Linked DNA regions of Mus musculus: region 2 is linked to region 1. A link is a contact called in public promoter capture Hi-C data. All regions are on one chromosome and are shown on one strand. Each heading gives the region's core, a stretch centred on a gene start, on an enhancer-like site or on the middle of the called end of the contact. The rest is flanking DNA. Distances are from core to core; before and after follow the strand shown.

Region 1 (3,244 bases), core at 690-3,189:
TCTGCTAGTATTGGTTCAGAGGGCAGGCAGGAGCTTTCTCACCAGATAAAATGCTACCTTGGTGATTTTTTTCCTCTCAGAGAATGCTTACCTAAACTGAATCCTGAAATACCAGGTAAAAGATCAGTCTACTAAGCAACCATCTGATAGCCTTCAAAAATAGCAAGGGTCAAAGAATTAAAAAATAGCAGTTCCATGTTTATGAAGATTAAAGAGATGGAACAACTAGATATAATGAATGAACGAACGAGTGAACAAACGAATGAATGATTTGAATGGGTCCTTGGGTGGGAAAAAGCCATAGACATAAGAAATATTAAGGTGGTTGATAGCATCTTAATTTGGACTGTGGGTTAGATAAATTGTGTCAATATTATGCTTTTCAAAGTTGTTAACTGTGCTGTGTTTTGACATGTTTCTCTCAAAATAATTTAGGGGGAAATGGGCATAATGTCCTTAACCTGTTTTTGAATGATACCTTCCCACCCCCACCCAAGAATAAAAGTCATAATAGAAACAGATGTAGGTAAAATGTGAACCTAGGTAGAGTGGATGGGAATTCCACATGCTGTACTTACGACTTTTCCGTAACTTCAAACTTATATCCAAATAAAAGACACACACATGCACATCTTATTCCGGAAGAGCCTTCCTACCTGATTTGAGGTCTAAAGTTCCCTCAGTGGGTTAGGGAGTACAGAGGGGCCTCTTAGGAAAGTGTGGCTTTGGCCCTCTGCAGAGCACTGACCTTTGCCCTGGGCTGGCCAGGGCACCTGTGTGCAAAGCTTATCTGAACCACCAGACAAGCAGGCGACCTTCACTGCACATGTTTGTGAATGCAACACACGCCTGTACTTGGCAGGAGAGCAGGGACCTTGCCCAAAAAAAGCAATCTGGAGCAAGGGAATGGGACAGAGGGAGCGCTCCAAGGTCTGTGCAGCAGAGAACAGAAGCATTCCTTAGCGTGGGTAAAGCCGCTACTTACTGCTTTCTGGGTTAGTCCTTCCAGAACATCCGGCTCCTAGGATCTGAGCATGGGTGATGTACATAGTCAAATATTAACAGGAAAATGATGCCGTGAGGAGAAGCTACTAGAGAGGACCCAGGATAGGGAGAGCCCAAGGTATACTGGAGAGGAGGCAGAGCCTAAGGGTGACCTCTCCCACCTACAGGATTCTGGTTCACACAGGCTTGGGATATGCAAGTCAAGTACTTACATCTCTAACAAGCCACCCGATTGGACCACACACAGTTGCAATGGCATAGGACACGACCATCCTGGCCATCTGTAGGTCTTTCCACCATGGCTAAAACTGCACATGAAAAAGTATTTTAAGAGGGGTTGGAGGGCCGGAGGGCTGGAGGGCTGGCTCAGCAGTTAAGAGCACTGACTGCTCTTCCAGAGGTCCTGAGTTCAATTCCCAGCAACCACATGGTGGCTCACAACCATCTGTAGTGGGATCTGATGCCCTCTTCTGGTGTGTCCGAAGACAGCTACAGTGTACTCTTATACATAAAATCAATAAATCTTTTTTTAAAAAGTATTCTAAGAGATCCAAGGGAAACTGGGGCTACTTTGGGGTGCACAGTGGTTCTTTGGACCGGACAACATCATGGATGAATGAACTCAAACTGAGATCAGGAGGGCATGGGATAGAGGAAGTTCCTTGAGAGAGGAGCGGAATGCACAAGCGAAGCCCAGCTGGTCCAAGCTCCTCCTCTGAGTTCTCTAGGGAAATAATGAGAAGAAAGGCAGGGGGTGAGGCAGGGAGGCTGCTATTGCTGGGACAGAGTGAGACTAAAGGAGACGTGACCAGAGGCAGCACCTTCAAAAGACCTGGTAGAGCTGCGAAAGCTGGCCAGGGGGAGGGGAAACGAGATAGGAGATCCAGGCCCTAGGCTCCAGTGAGATAAGGGCCGGAGGAAAGGGACTGTCCTGTCCGTGAGTCATGGAAAGAAGAGTGGTTAAGCACTGTAGCTAAGAGGGAGCTGAGCTCTACAAAGAGTTCCTTGTTTTCTTAAAGACTCCTGTCCTCTGATACCACCAAAGGAGGTGTGGGATATTCAAGTTTGGAAAGATAATCCCTATACATATACACATACACATACATATGTATACGTGACAGGGAATCAAACTAGGGCCTCCCATATGTTAAGCAAATGTGAGTCATAGCCTCAGCTATATAGTGAGACCCCATGTTAAAAAGAGTAGTGATTGGCTCTTCAGGGCTCTGACCTAAACAGTGGCTCAGTCAATCCCCTTGTGGGTTCATAATATAATGACGTTATTGGGAGGTGGAGCTAGCTGGAGGAAAAGGTCGTGGAGGTCACACCCTGGAGAGACAATGCCACTTACCTAATCCCATCTCTGTCTCTCTCTTCCTGCCTTCTGTCCAACAGTGTTCCTCAGCGGCATCCTTTAGCCACGAGGGTCCGTCTCACCATTGTCTCAGAGAAGCTGTCTACGGGCCCGGGCTCTCTGAAACCACAAGGCCAATGGATGCATCCTCCTCAGAAAGGCTTTCTCTCAGGTGTCTGTCGTGGTGATTGACATTCATAGCTGCTGACCAGAGAGGCTGATGTTGAAGGGAGATGAGGATTTTAGACAGAGTTTTGAAGCTATGCAGGAAGCCTAAGGTTTCCTCACACTGACTTCTGGGTGATCTGACTTGGAGGGGTGTACGCTCTGGGGAGGGGTAGGCATAACAACTACCTTAACTATATGCAATACTTTGCCTATGTCCTTAGAGAAACATAAGGGGCTAATATTCCAGAATTATTTTGATTACAGAAGTATTGCTGTTGAAGATTACATATACATATATATATATACACACATATACACATATACATATATACATCTGTAAAAGAATATGTTATCCAAGGACCTAGAGATAACGTATAATTCCCACTTCATTTTAATTCTGCTATTTTACATTTCATATTTTATCCTGCAACAAGTATATTCTAATCTTAATTCTCCTTACTGTGGAATTAAGTGCCCCATTAATGAAGCAGTTGTTAATATATGCAAATAGTATAAAGTGATATAACTAGCAAAGACCTCTTAATGACGAATTAGCATAACATGCTAATGCCCCATGCTTTGCCACTCTTATTCCTGTTCTGAGGCAGATTTTAAGTGTTTTTGCTCCGATTACTTGTGTTAGTTAATGCCACGTTCTGAAATAAGACACCATTTACTAATCTAGCAACCCATTTGCTTCCTGCTGTCTTCCTACTA
Region 2 (3,190 bases), core at 416-2,915, 250 kb after region 1:
GAGAAATGTTTTTATTGTTACCACCCATCCCATCCCATCCTCGGCCACCATGTCTATGCTTTCTGAACTCCACGCCACTGGGACAGCCCTTTACCACCACTTTTAAGTGGCTGAGTATAAGGTTGGAAACAGTTTCCTTCAGAAATGTAAAAGTACTACTCTATGTTTTTCTGGTTTGTGTATAAGTAGGCTGAGATACACTCAATCCTGCTCTAATCCCTGATTCATTGTAAACGACATGTTTATTTTGTTATTGCCTTGCTTTGCTGCTGTGACTAACTCTGTTTCTCTCCTAGGAATCTGGAACCTCTCCTAAGAGTTTAGAGAGGCCGTGCACACGGCTCTTTAAGAGAGGTCACAGCATTGTTTACATATCCATCGAAGGGTGTGTCCTCAGAGGTCAGGGGTGCACGTGCAGGAGCCAGCCAGCTCCTTCCACCGCCAGCTACCGGCTCACAGCCACCTTGCCAGCTCTCATGAGGATAAGTGTTGATAGCTCACAGCACTGGAAGCTGGCAAATTCTTTCCTCCAGAAATTCATGACTTTACATTTGAAGGCATTGTTTTCCTTGACTTACTTTTATCCATCTTTTTTTAAATCTAGCATGGTTATTTTGAAAATTTGAAAATTTCTAATTTTATTATGTTGTTTTGTATTTCTAACCTCTGTTACTTTTACTTTCTGAAAGATGTCTTCAATTTTGTCTTTTTCTCATGGACTTCTTATTTCTCCCTATATGAAGTTCTTTTCTTATTTACACCCTCAATTTTAATAGTAGCTACCTTTATTTCCATGGATATAGCATTTCCTCTATTCCACAGAGAAAATTAATACCATTTTTGGATATTCTTTTTTTTAATCTCTTTATCCTTTCATAGTTGCTGTTTCTTCTAAGTTGTTTTTTCTTCTATATATTATTGTGGTCTCTGGACTGATATTTTCTTTCACTGTCTAGGAATCCTTGTTTGTATGTTCTTATTTTAAACTTCCATTAAGTACACTCTAGGTGGGGCTGGCTAACCCTGGTCTTTCTCTCTGGAGTGAAGCAGCCAGGTAGTTTCCTTGGAAAAACCCTGTGTAATTCCCCGTCTCTGTGACTCGAGTTTGTAAGAATCCCCAGAGAAAGCCTCTATTAAGTCTGTGCCTGGAAAATGCTTTATGATCTGTGTTCTGAGAATTACTCAGAAAAAGGAAGCAGAAGACTTGAGTATTTTGTATTTACACAATCCCACTGCGGTCCAGTGGCTATGGGTTGACACAAATTGAGAATAGTAACAAACAGGTGTTTTATATTATGTATCTTATTTGTAGAAAAACATACACTTTTCTTGGAACAGTGAAGCAATCACAAGTACAAATGAATTAAAAATATTCCTTTCCCCATGTATAATTATACAATATAGAAAATGACATCTATTCCCTCTTCTTCCACAGCAGAACCTGCTTTCAATACAGAGGCTGTTAATTGCTGTGGTTTGCTGTCCCTGTCTCCTGCCATGGGCTCATCAAAGGCACCTAGGAGGAAGTCTGCTGGGGTCTTCTGCCAGTTTTATGTCCTTGATTAAAAAAGAACAGTGAGAAAGAAATGTTCCTCTTTCCTTGCCCCTGGGTGCAGCCACGCTGAAGAATAGGAAACAGCACACTGCGATGAAGCAAGCACAGAGGACATGGGGCACTAGAGAAGCCACTCCACGACTGACTAGGGAGCTGCTGTTTCTGAGCTCTGCTCTTAGGAAACTGTAAGTTGTCACCTGGTGCCTCCTGACTGCAACATGGCGCATCTAACATTAATCTCCTTAAGTTCTGACCACTCTGTCAAGATCTACCTCATGGGCTACTCTCTTTTGCCCTCCTTTTAAATGTCACTGTTCATCCTGGGAGTAGTGACTTCTTCTAACTTCTTCCTTCAATTGTTTCACGTTCCTCATTTCCCATTTGTTAGAGCTCCCTTTAACTATTTCGGACACATTAGGTTTCTATAATTTTGTTTTGACTAAAAAGAAAAAGAATTAGGAAATAGGGTGCTATATTTGCTTCTACATATTAAATATAAATAACGCTGGTCTCTTTCACTGGACTCCAGGCTCCACAAAAAATAAAAGCCATGTCATATCTACTTATGAACATAGAGGGACCAGGAAAAGTAAAGGGCTGACTAGGGTTGAATTTACTTTTTCACAATATTGTTCATGACTGAAAAAAATACATTATTTGAAATACCTAACTTTTGTAATGGTTCTGTCTTACTTTGTAACCTTTGTAACTTTTCTTAATAACTGCCAATTGTTCTAAAGGCGAGTCAGCACATATTGTAAACAGATTTATGTCAGCACCCATTTCTAGAGGAACCAGCACCTCCTGAGTATAGGAGTATGTTATTCTGTGCAAATGAAAATAGACACTCTCTCGCATACTTATTAGATGTCAGATACTAAAGATGCCACTGACTAAATTTTAATAACTAAAAATCCTCCCTTAAAGTCCTGGTGAAACCAATTACAAAGAAAATGAAAACAGAGTATTAATATACCTGCGAAGTCTAAATCAGCATTGGTGATTAAAAATCATTGACACTTAAATAAAAATAGAATCTAAGTTTTAAATATTCACTTTAACAGGAAAACATAAAAACATAGCAAATATATGCACGAGCTTTCAAAATGCCAAAGATTTGCATAGTATGAAGAAACACCACAGTATCTTGCATGAACTTGTACATTTTCAGTCTTCAAGCCTTTCTGACAAGCACAACTAGACATATTAAATACACACACACACACACACACACACAAAACTTTCTTCAGCACAATTCTTAAAGACTACAGTTATCTATTGTAAAAAAAAAAAAAAAAATGCTAGCTAAGAGCCAATCACTTGGAAACCTGAACATTTAAAAAGTTCATCTTATACTGCAAAGTCTTTCAATCGAGCATATCAAGTAAACAAGACTATAGTGTCTATGTGGACACCTTGTTTATGTATAACAGAACCTTTTAAAAAATCCACATTATAAAGGACCTTAGGGAATTTTAAGTAAACAGTATGCAGTATGTTTTCTAAGTCTGTTCTATAAGGTTTTCTTTTTCTTCTGCAGTTAGAAGCGTACAGAATTACTGGACTACTGAGTTAGAAGAAATACTTCCTATAAAGTAGTCATTGCTCTTCTGTATTCATATGTTAAAAAAAGGA

Evidence for each region. Capture Hi-C pulls out chosen DNA fragments and counts their contacts.
Region 2: a contact with region 1 is called in a promoter capture Hi-C map of adipose tissue. The contact joins two enhancer-like sites. A contact is called at or near these places in 1 of 15 datasets of contacts at CTCF or cohesin (the NIH/3T3 cell line), 1 of 484 Hi-C or Micro-C datasets (bone marrow-derived macrophages), 3 of 115 datasets of contacts at active chromatin or transcription factors (bone marrow-derived macrophages, pancreatic cancer cells and trophoblast stem cells) and 2 of 9 other capture datasets (adipose tissue and liver).

What each region holds. Positions count from the first base shown.
Region 1 is chr3:122,312,317-122,315,560 of GRCm38.p6, forward strand. No RefSeq gene overlaps it. Among named protein-coding and RNA genes, the nearest start is that of Gm40139, 7.7 kb to the right of the region's middle. Within about 2 kb of position 1,940, at least 34 of the 459 cell types and tissues checked have an H3K27ac peak or open chromatin away from gene starts, as enhancers often do. A contact at or near this core is called in adipose tissue, where this site is marked.
Region 2 is chr3:122,565,091-122,568,280 of GRCm38.p6, forward strand. The region is part of intron 5 of Fnbp1l (formin binding protein 1-like); the gene reads right to left. Among named protein-coding and RNA genes, the nearest start is that of Mir7657, 25 kb to the left of the region's middle. Within about 2 kb of position 1,666, at least 73 of the 459 cell types and tissues checked have an H3K27ac peak or open chromatin away from gene starts, as enhancers often do. A contact at or near this core is called in adipose tissue, where this site is marked.